Regions from separate parts of the Mus musculus genome. Here all the other regions are linked to region 4. Evidence: chromatin contacts called from public HiChIP or PLAC-seq and promoter capture Hi-C data. All regions are on one chromosome and are shown on one strand. The core of a region is the stretch at or near the end of the contact, and the rest is flanking DNA. Distances in the headings are between cores, read along the strand shown.

What was found. Promoter capture Hi-C pulls out the DNA fragments that hold promoters and counts their contacts. HiChIP or PLAC-seq counts read pairs in DNA pulled down with a chosen protein or histone mark.
Region 1: a contact with region 4 is called in a promoter capture Hi-C map of hippocampal neurons, with 3 times the contacts expected there. The contact joins the enhancer-like site here to the promoter of Entpd6 in region 4. A contact is called at or near these places in 3 of 39 promoter capture datasets (embryonic stem cells, hippocampal neurons and liver), 2 of 115 datasets of contacts at active chromatin or transcription factors (bone marrow-derived macrophages and neural tube) and 1 of 9 other capture datasets (macrophages).
Region 2: a promoter capture Hi-C map of stem cell-derived epiblast-like cells shows a contact between it and region 4, with 4 times the contacts expected there. The contact joins the promoter of Sdcbp2 here to the promoter of Entpd6 in region 4. A contact is called at or near these places in 4 of 39 promoter capture datasets (cranial neural crest, embryonic stem cells, hippocampal neurons and 1 more), 1 of 484 Hi-C or Micro-C datasets (CD4 T cells), 1 of 115 datasets of contacts at active chromatin or transcription factors (memory CD8 T cells) and 1 of 9 other capture datasets (adipose tissue).
Region 3: an H3K27ac HiChIP or PLAC-seq map of microglia shows a contact between it and region 4, with 5 times the contacts expected there. The contact joins the promoter of Psmf1 here to the promoter of Entpd6 in region 4. A contact is called at or near these places in 2 of 39 promoter capture datasets (liver and pre-B cells), 1 of 484 Hi-C or Micro-C datasets (CD4 T cells), 1 of 115 datasets of contacts at active chromatin or transcription factors (microglia) and 1 of 9 other capture datasets (adipose tissue).

What each region holds. Positions count from the first base shown.
Region 1 is chr2:151,511,802-151,514,501 of GRCm38.p6, forward strand. No RefSeq gene overlaps it. Among named protein-coding and RNA genes, the nearest start is that of Gm52533, 5.4 kb to the right of the region's middle. Within about 2 kb of position 1,335, at least 24 of the 459 cell types and tissues checked have an H3K27ac peak or open chromatin away from gene starts, as enhancers often do. A contact at or near this core is called in hippocampal neurons, where this site is marked.
Region 2 is chr2:151,571,238-151,573,937 of GRCm38.p6, forward strand. It overlaps Sdcbp2 (syndecan binding protein (syntenin) 2), which reads left to right and starts at 1,386. Exons shown (of 9, transcript NM_145535.2): 1 at 1,386-1,467. Gm39959 (a long non-coding RNA gene) reads right to left here and starts at 788. Exons shown (of 3, transcript XR_866853.2): 1 at 734-788.
Region 3 is chr2:151,740,034-151,742,733 of GRCm38.p6, forward strand. It overlaps Psmf1 (proteasome (prosome, macropain) inhibitor subunit 1), which reads right to left and starts at 1,277. Exons shown (of 7, transcript NM_212446.2): 1 at 978-1,277. The coding sequence starts at 1,106.
Region 4 is chr2:150,747,824-150,750,523 of GRCm38.p6, forward strand. Entpd6 (ectonucleoside triphosphate diphosphohydrolase 6) reads left to right here and starts at 1,258. Exons shown (of 14, transcript NM_172117.5): 1 at 1,258-1,410.

The sequences.
Region 1 (2,700 bases), core at 85-2,584, 760 kb after region 4:
CCACCATTGAAGGCATAAAAAGGATAGTAGGGACCTTGGATAGAACCTCTTCTGCCTCCTTTACTGTACTGCTTCCTGCCCTGCCCAGAGCCAGGAGCCAATGTGATACTGTGAGCTACCAAGAAGCATCCTTAGACAGGGTCTTAGAAAACAGTGTTCTCCTGGGGTTGCAACGTCTCCGGCATATTGGTTACACCGGAACCAAAGATCTGGAAAAACAAAATTGGTCATTATAAACAGAACAAGGACAACAGAGTTTGTCCTGCATATTGAGTTGCTTGGAAGGAAGTTGGCAGCACCTCTATTTCTGCACTTCACAGGGCCCAGGTCACACTTGGCAAATGGTAGGGTGCATGGGCAAGGTTCCTGGGACCATGCTCTAATGCCCAGGCTTTCCTACATAATTCAGGCCCCTTCCACTACCTGGTTTTGCCTACATCCTCAATGATTTGCAAAGGGTCCTGGGTTTTCCCCCTGCCTGTGAAGTAAATATGGATGGCAGCTGCTTGAACTTGCCCCAGTTCTGTGCCTGGCCCACAGCCAAAGGAACTGCATAGAATGGGCTCCATGCCCAGGAAGGCTGTTTCCAGCTTCAGGCTTCTGTTCTGGAGGCTCAGGTGGAAACATCTGTCCACCCAGATGGGCTTTCATCAGATACTCTAGGGCTGTTGAACTGAGGGCAGTTCTCCACTGCATCATTGTGGATCATCCTAGCATTGCATGACAAGTAGGGGAATCACTTGAAACTAAGTAGGCTGTGCTTAGCATGCATTACAATGCCTGGACATGTCTTGATCTGTCGGAAGAGTACTTCTTATTCACCAGAGTAAAGGTAAGTTAATTATGATGCCTGTTGTGGGGGATAGGATCCCACTGTTTGCTCTGGCTGGTCTGGAAGTTACTATACCTCCATGTCAGGTTTCATGATGCCTTTTCTAACAAGTGCAGTTCAAGCTTGTTCAAAGAAACATGTTTGATCTTACTACACCAACCAACTCACAAGTAGAGTTATATACATCTCTTCCTCCTTAGAAGATGATTATGGAAGGAAGGAAGGAAGCATGCAGGCAGGGACTGAGCACATTCTTGGCTTTAGATGATACTGCCGCAGTTCCTTCCAGAGTACCACTAGCTGTTTCCTGCCATCAATACAATAGAGCATGCCCCTCTCCGCCAGACTCTTCAGGGTGACTTGGAATTTACTAAGAGCAACTGGTACAAACATAGGCCCCCTGCTGCTCCCTCTTTCTAACCTGCTCTGTTCTAACCACTAGATTCAAGACAGCTACTATCTGAGACCCTTTCTCAGGCCCAAATAAAAGGTCTTCCTTCTTACAAATGGGTGTGGCTCTGTTTTAATGGTCTGACTGTCTTCCTAGCTCCTTTCAGAGAGAGCAAGCCTGAGAAGCAGGGTAGAAAGCACATGGTCGAAGCATCTTACCTGTTCCCAGTCTGAGCCAGATCTTGCACATGATCAATCTCAGTAGCTCTGTCTCCCCCCCCTCCCCCCAATATGGTATTTTTAATAATTTGGGGATTTCACACTTGCTTCCTATCCCCATTCCTCGCAGGTCCACCCTTGATCTGCATACACCCAAATTATTCCAAGTCCAATTTGTGTTTCCCATATACTCATTGGAGCATGCTCAGACTCCCAGTGGCCACCCTTAAAGAGAACTGAGTCCTTCCCCACACGGCAGCAGCCTCTCTGGCACCTGCTGGGCCTCGTGGCTGCTCCAAGGAACCTGGTAGACCCTGTGTCAGTACCTTTATCCCTCGATGCCACCTAGGTGCTACTTGCCATTAGCTCCCTGGCCAGCTTCCTTCATCTCTCATGTGGAGTAAGCAGTAATTCCATGGATCTGCCCTTAACCAACATCATGTCTCACCCAGCAGAGGGCTCCTTTCACCACATTAACCATATGCTATGGCCTGATTCTCTAGTGCCCTGTGTGCATTTGATTGTGCCTGGAAACTCCTAAGGGACCTTGCAGGATCAGCTCCTGCCTACTACTATCAGCTCCCCGACATTCTCTGGCCTGTTTATTTGCTCCTTGCCTGATACAACATATACTGTCCATTTGTGTGTGTGTTTACTTTGGCCCTCACTAGAGCCTAACCTCTACCAAGGCAGGGTGTTTGGTATTCTTCACCCACACCTGGCTATGTTCAGCAGTAGTGGGGCAGATGAAATTGAAATGGAGTTGAGATTCTTATGTAAAGGATACACCCCCACTCACAATCTTCCCAGTAGGCTCTCAGCCAGAGAGGTAGCTTTTTAAAGAACATTGGTTACTCTAGCTTCATTCTGTGCAGATGGTTTAAAAAAAAAATGCAGACTAAAACCAGATGAACTTAGGAGGTGAGACATGCTGTGAAGAGAATGTTTCAGCACCTGGCTTACCAGTTACTGCCTACTGAGAACCTGAGGTTGTTGCCAGGACTTGAGCTACCACAAAGAATGCCAGCTACTGCCATTATTTTCACACTAACTTTGTACTTTACCTCCAATGGAAAAATGGGCAGAACTACATTTGAACCATTCACTGTTGTACTGCAAAGCCAGACTTCATGGTTGTTCTGCTGTGAAAAAGGCCCAAAGGACAGAGGTGGCAGTGATGGCAAGGGAGTATGGAGGAGTCTAGAAGAGAGCACCTGAGAGTTGGGTGGTAAAGGATGCCTGGAGATTGGTTTTTTTGA
Region 2 (2,700 bases), core at 136-2,635, 820 kb after region 4:
GCCTGGTCTAAGACAGCCAAGGCTACATACAGAGAGCCTGTCTTAAAAAAGAAAAAAAAAAGAGGGACAAAGGAAAAGAAAAAGAAAGTAAACTCTGTCCTATCAACACAGTTCCTTAATTTTCCTAGGAGATTTCCAATTAGATTTTTTTTTGGGGGGGGGGGTTGTTTTTTTTGTTTTTTTTTCTTCCAAGACAGGGTTTTCCTGTATAGCCCTGGCAGTCCTGGAACTCACTCTGTAGACCAGGCTGGCCTCGAACTCAGAAGTCCACCTGCCTCTGCCTCCCAAGTGCTGGGATTAAAGGCATGCACCACCACCCCCGGCTCCAATTAGATTTTTTAAAAAAAAAATCCAAAATACTTACTGCTTTCTTAGGAAAATCATAAGTAAGGCTGGAGGGATGGTTTGATGGGTAATGTGCTTGCTATGCATATATGAGGACCTCTCCACACCCACATGAAAGTCGTGAACAGCAGGTACATTTGCACTACAGGTGCTGAGGCGGATCCCAGGGGCTTGCTGAACAGCCAGGCTAGCTTAAATGGTGAGCACTAGGTTCAGTGAGAGACCCTGTCTTAAAACTAAGGTGGAGGAGAATAGAGGAAGACTGTCAATCTCTGACTTCTACATATACACACAGGCAAAGGCAGTGTGTGTGTGTCTGTGTGTGCCCACACACACACACTTTGCTACCATTATTGGAATCTACACAACTACAAAGTGAAAAGCTCACCAGGGCCTGGAGATGTCAGGCAGCATTTGCTTAGGAGTGTAAGGCTCGGTCCCTAGCATCTCAGAAAGAATGAAAGAGAGCCGGAAAGGGGGTGGGGCTCTCTAGACTTCCTGCAGTACACACTTTTCTGAAAACAAAACCAGAGGGTATGACCTCAATGGTGATTATTCGCTGTCTCAGTATTGTTATATTTCCCCTTGGCACCTTCCTGAAATGATTTAATAATTGTGTCATCGTCTATAGATTGGTGACTCCTTTAACCAGTGTCAGGCATCTGGGATTTCTAGATTGGTTTTACTAAAAGAAACACCATGATGGATCCAGAGACTGCACTGCAATTGATTTCTAAGAAATACACTAGGTTACAACCTGCGGCCATCTTTTAAGGCCCAGGACATCTCTCTCACTGTTCTCCAGTTAACTGCCTATTGGCAGGGTGAGGCCGCCACAGTCGTGCTGACTTCCTCATAGGGCCAAGTAGCCCTAGTTCGCACCCATCTCTACAGCATCTACGCATATCAGCTGTACGCTTTAGCCCCACCCACTCGTGGGTGACTGCTCTGTTTACCGAGCCACACAGGCTTACCTGGGCCCATCCTAGTCCACGGTGAGTCAGCTGAACAAGGGGCGGGCACCACCCTTCCCAGAGCAGGAACCCAACTGGGACACAGGCGACCAGCACATGCCAGGAGGCTGCAGTGGCTGGAGAAGAGGACAGCGTGCGGAGCCAGCAGGTAAGAACAGTCCGTATCGGCTGGGATAGAGGAGCTAAACAAGACCTGCTCACAACCAATTTCTTTCCCTCCCTTGTCCTGTCTTCTAGGACTTCCTAGGTAGGTAAATTCCTTTTAATTTGCTTCACTCTTAGAAGGAAATGGGAACAAAGCTTTCCTTTTTCTGCTCCCTGGCAGGGTTTGGAGGACGTATGATTTTCTGCACTGTTCTATCTTCTACACTTACCTCTAATCTACCCTACATCCATTGGCCAGAAGGCCCTGAAGGCTATGGCTCTCTGATGCTCAGACTTTCCTTGTGGCTCCCTCTCACTCAAGAAGGGTCAAAATTCTCACCAAGCCCCATGAGCCCTCCAGGGTCTGAGCCCCTCCCATCTTCTCTGGTTTCCTCCCTCAGGGTCCTCTGAACACTGGGGGCATGCTCACCCCAGGGTCTGTGCAGTGGGCCTGACCCCCCGGAATGTTCTTGCCCACCCAATTCTTTAAGCTTTTACACAAATGTCTCTCCCCTCCACAGCAAGGCTTCCCTAATCCTACTGCCACCCTCTGCTCTCCACCCCACTTCATTCTCCTCCCCAGTTCTTCCCACCACCTGACACAGCCCACAAAGTCTTGGGGCTTTTTAATCCAGCTCTTCACTACAAAGTCCCTACATCAAAGAGTGATGATTGTGTTCACTTCTTACTGTGGGCATCCAAAACAGTGCCTGGACTTAGGAGGTGGCCCTAGGTGGGATGAGCAGACAGTTATGGAGTTGCCTATTTGTGCTAGGCACTGTGCTAAATGTTCTCCATGTGTAACCCATTTAAATAGTCTTCTCATGCCTAGATAACTCTGCTTAAAGTAACTGTTATTTTACTATAGTTACAAAATAACTATATCGGACATGGTTACAAAATAACTATATCGGACATGGAGCCTAGTCCATTCTTTGCTCTCATAGTCAGAGGCAAGCAGTAGGTTGAGCCTCTCTAAAGCCTGGCTTCTGTTCTGCCTCCCCTGGACCTTCACTGGGAGAACAGAATTTCCTGAGTCCCGTTCCCTCTGGCACAGTATAGCCCTGGAAGGAGGAGGTACATGCTTGTGGCTTAGCAACAGCCTCCTCCTTGCCGATTCACCAGATCCCTGGGCTAATTTGGCCTTACAGAAGCTATTACTCCATCACATTAACCCACGCTTCTGTTTTCTGAAGGATAGATGAGTTGTCCACAGGAACAAGTGGGAGTCCCAGAG
Region 3 (2,700 bases), core at 27-2,526, 990 kb after region 4:
TTCAGACTCCCACAACACAATGCCAATTTTTCTAACTCGTATCTATGGCCATCTCCATGGCCCTCCACTGACCTTATCTCACACGGCTACAGAGCTCTCATGGGGAGTAGCCGTGCCCTCAATAAGGAGACCAATCAATGCCTGTTTGTTCAAGTCAACAAACATGTTCTTGAGATCAAATATTACAAGCCCAGCTCTATAGCACTGGAGGCAAAAAAGCAAAGAGAAAGTGGGCAGCATGACTCTTTAGCTGCTGAGTTGGTATTACCCAGTCAAGTGCGTGCTTTGTTCCTCTCATCACCCACAGAAGGAGGGTGGCAGGAGGCAGCTAGAGGACCAACACAAATACCTGCTGAGTCCAGCAAGCATTACTAATCTGCTGGCCACAGGCTGGAAAATAAAACTCTCTAGTAGATAAATTAACAGTTAATGGCCTCTCAATTTTTAACTAATTAATTAAAAAAAATTTTTTTTTGGCTTCTACCCTGAAAACGCATACCCATCAGCAGAGAATGGAGGCAAGGGCAGCCTGAGCCCAGAAAGTACTTCAGGAGAACGGACAGCAAGAATCAAACGCAGCATTCAAGTCTGAAATCCAAACACTGTCCCCTCGAAGAAGGGGTCCTAGAATATGGCTGAGTAGGTCAAAGTTCACTGCCACACCAGTGCTTGAATCCAGATGCTTGGAGTTGAGGGTGTAGCACGGAGTATTCTACGGCAGATGCTTTGGGTAAACTGGTGGATGAGGACCTTGAGGAAGCTACTAGCCTGTCTCAGTCAGATCCACACAACCCCGGCTGTGTCGGGGACGCCTTTACACGTCCGTTCCCGAGTTTACACGCACGCTGTGCCCGTTGTCGGCACCAGCACCAGGCGCGCTAAAGTGCGGCATCAGAAGCCTCGCTCGGGCCCTGGCTTTGGCACGGTCAGGGCAGGCCTTTGGGCCTCGGGCTGCAGACTCCCCTCCACCCGCGTACCTGGTCGCCCGTGCCCAAGGCATAGTAGCCGTTTGTCACCACTTCCCAGTGCAGGAAGCAGACGAGTGCGTCCTGCGGGCAGCTCATGGATGGAGCGGCCGACGCGAAGAGAACCTCGAGACCCGCCATGGATGTTTGCGGCTTCTGTGGGAAAGGAAGAAAAGGAGGGGACTATGCAGAAAGCCGCTCCGCCTAAGAGAAGCGGGACCGCGAGCGGCAGCGACGCCTTTTGATGCCGCCTTCGCTTTCGGCTCTGTCCGCACCTGCGCGGAAAAGTGGAAACGCGGAAACGCAGAGACGCGCACCGGAAATACTTGTTGACTTTGTGCGTGCTCCGGGCTGGAAACACCTGCACCGAACTAGAAGGTTCCACTAAGAAGCGCGCAGGCTAGGGCTTATCTTCTCAAAGCCTTTTTGCCTGCAGCAGGCGACTGCTGAGTGCCAGGCTGTTCGTTCCTGGGGAGAGACTGCCTTCTACCAACTACAGTAGACTTCTCATCTGCGAAGTGGAGTGTGTACTAGGCCGGGGGAAAATTTAGGCAATCTGTCTTAGATGTTTTCATCGTAATTTATTAGCATGCCTGCAGTACTTCTTGCCTGATAGCACTTTATTCTACATGCTAAACTTTAATGCATTTATCAAAATTTCCAGATCCAGTATTATACAGTTGGTATTGATGACAGTACTCTGCCACTACATAGATTTGGAAATCGTGTCACAATCAGCCAGTGAGCAATAGAGGTGCCCCTGGGAACTGGTAATTTGGTCTCTAGGATAGCATTTATATGTATGTTGATTGCATGCTAAATCCTGTGCCAAAACCTTTACATCCCCTCTCAACAAATTCATGGGGTATATTTTATTACCCATCCTCACTTTGCGAGTGATATAAAGAGCAGAAAGAGTGAAATGACTTCACCCAAGTAAACACAGCTTTTGACCACATCTAGAGCCCAGAGATAACTGACAAATGCTAGCCACTTGTGCCCCAATCTCCATCAAGATTTTTTTAACCACCTGTTGTTTCTCCATGTTTCTTGAAGTCCAATACTTTTTTGTAGACAAATAAATTTTGCCATGTTGGTTGGTACCATGACCCAAACCATTGTCATTTTTTTTTTCTTGGTTGCCTGGCATCAGCCTTGTATGCTACACTGGTTTCACCCTACAACCAGAGAGATTCTGTTAAAACACAGGGAAGACCATGTTCCTTAGGCCCAAGCCACACCTCAAAGGCGAAGTTCACTCTAGGTCTGTCACCCTCTCACTCCACAGGCCCTGTGCCTTTCTGATATCACCTCCAAGTGTCCTTTCATTCTCTGATCTCCTTGGCTCCAGTGACCTTGACTTCTCTCAGCTCTCATGCCTAGGTTAACATGCCACAGGTCTTGCCCTGATGGAACTTTGTAGTGTTTCTTTTTAATAGACAAAAAGCAATCCAGTATGAAATCTGTCATTTGGGGGTGCTGAGAGAGCTATACAAGGCCCACAGGAAGCCTATGTTCCAAGCAAGGATCAGGAAGGGTTTCTTGGATTAAGAAATGGCCAATTGCACAGAACTCTCATGGAAGAATAAAGAAGAAATGTTCCTGTAAAAGCATATAGCATACGTGAAGGCACCAAGGTGGGAAATGTAGCTACCCCCGTGTAACTGGAGACTCAACACTGCCCCTCTCATCTCTTCCTCATCTTTAACTACTCTCCACACCTGTCCTCAGCCTG
Region 4 (2,700 bases), core at 8-2,507:
GTGAAAGTGGAGAAGATGGTAAAAGATGTGAAGGCAGAAGACAGAAGCAGGGTCCTTACAGGTCCACGAACAAACTTCAAAACACTAGAAAATTAAGTCAAAACTGTGAGGTGCAGTTTTTCTACTACAAGTTAGCAAAGAACCCAGCGTTTGGAAGGACTCCACCGTTGAAGACGTGGGGAACCCATGCTTTCACACATTATTTGTAAGAGTGTTAATTAGTACAATAACTGAAGAGAAAATTGAGTCGTATCTCTGGAGTTGTATTCAAAGAGCATATAGTTTATCATAGCCAATTCCAATACTAAGACTCTCTCCCACAGCACATCCATAGTGAGTAGCAAGATAGTCAGTCCTTGGGATGCTGTAGTGCTATGTACAACAAAACAGCCAGGGAAGTGGGGAGGGGAGAGCTTTTAAGATCCGCCAAATAAGAGACCATATAGACTTCCGTTGTAATCAGATCTTGGTGGTTTTATTAAAGTGAGACAAGGCAAGGTCCAATGAGCTGCTCACATGCTGTTTACAATAGTTTCGCGGGACTAATAGCGATTGCCAACCCTACTCTCACACAGTATCCCCGCACTCTGTGGTTAGCATCCACCCACTCACTCCCTGAGTACCCCATCTTTTCATTAGAAATCCTTGCTTTTAGGCTTTCCCAGCCGATAGACAGGGATGTCCTCCAGGAACAAGACCAGTGTCCTGCACCCCAATGTATAGATGCCATCACGTGGGCAGGAAGAAGCGGAGTCCTGGTTCGGTGGGGAAAAGACAACTTGGGAGATATTCAGACAAATGAATTAGGGACATACATCCAGAGTCTCGCTGCAGTTAGGAGCTGACAACCTTGTGGCTTCTAGGAAGACATCAGAAAATATGGCCAAGGATAAAGGACGCTTGATAGCACCGCATTCTCTATTGTGAATGCATATCCTATCACGAATTCCCTTGAAAGTAAAAGAAGCAACTCGGGTGTGGAGGGATGCAGGAGGAAAGCCTACAGAAGGACGAGGTGATGGATGAGATTGAAGTAACTCCTACTCTAGTCAAGACAAGGCTCTGTTCCTCCCACACCTCAGGACTTGTTAGAAGGATCCAAGATAAGCAGGAGCTCCAGAGCCCCCTACTGGCAGAAAGAAAAATAAACACCCAAAGAGCACATGGCTATTGCGCCTGCGTGGCTGGCAAACGCCATGGCACACGCGCATCAACGCCGTCCTGCCCACCCGGTGACGCAAAGTGCACGTAGGCGGAGACAGCTTCTCGGCGTCTGCTGGGGTTTGCTTCCACGCGTTAAGGCTCTGTTGACGCGGACCGGCGCTGGAGAGCTGGGCGCGCGGTGTGTGGTCGCTGTCTGCCTCCGGCTACGCCACTACCTCTCCTGCGGGGCCGAGGGAGCCGTGCAGGGTAAGCGGGGCCAGCGAAATGTGCTTGGCCCGGAGGACTGACTACGGTTGGTCTCCCCACGCGCGCGAGGGACGGGGTTCCCCGTGGTGCAGTTCCAATGCCTGATACCTCCCTGGGCCCGGAGACAGCTCCGGGGGGAGGCCTCGGGGTCACTTGCGCTCTCGGTCCATTCAACTGGCTGTCTTTCCGACCCTGCTGCGTAGCCCTCGCACGTCTACAACACACCGTGGGACTCGTGAGCTATGCTGTAGGCCAAGCAGCAGGGGTCTCTGCCCGAGTGTAGCCCACAGCCCTGCCGCGTCCATTCATTCTGCTGGCTTGTGCTGACCCGCCCCCAGCAGAACCAGGCCCAGGCGCCTCCCCTTCTGCACTGGATAGCCCAACTGGGAGGCTCAGGAAACCGGGGAAACCCTGTGTTCTGATTGTGTGGAAGGTGGGAACGGTGGTGACATGGAAGAACTTACCAGGGGTCAGGGTGGTTCCACCTGAGTTGGTGTGTGGCCACAGGTGCTTCAGGTTAAAGGAGAGAGAAAGGTCCAGATGTAGACACCCAGAATGTAGGACAGGGAGTCAGTGAGAACACATTTTTATTTTAAAAGCATCAGGAAGTAATTGGTTTTGAGACAACATTGCTGAGTAGGTCACAGTGGACACAGCCCTTCACCCTGAGAGTATATCCCCCCCCCCCCAAAAAAAAATCAGTCACCTGAAAATACCTGGTCCTTTTGTGTCTCTGCAGATCCTGTGTGGTGAGGGGCGTAGGGAATGCTCATAGCCAGAATAGGAAACTCTCAGACAGTGAGGAAGGAGCTTCCCTAGGGAGAGGCAGAGGAATGTGATTACAGGATCTCTCCTGGGGTGCTGCAGAGCCATGAAGGGGGCTGAATACCTAGCGTTGAGGGGAGGTTTCCCCATCCCTGTTACCAGCGTTTTAACAATGTCCTTGAAAATAATGCAGCAAGCATAAAGGTAAGTCTGAATATTGCCCGCCCCCCTTCTCCTGCCCTGGAAGAAGTGTAGACTAAGATGGTGTGTATCTGAGTCCCATCTGGAGCCTCATGGACAGAACGAACCTGAGAGTTACACAGCTCTCTCTCTGTGTACTTAGGTCTGGAAGAACCTACTGGCCCATGCAGGCATAGCACCCTGCAAAAGAATCAGGAGGAGGCAGTCTTCACCGGACTGTTCATCTATCTATATCTATATCTATATACATATAGATATAGATATAGATATAGATATATGTGTTTTTTTTTCTTTCTACAACTACCAGGAGAAATACATGATGCT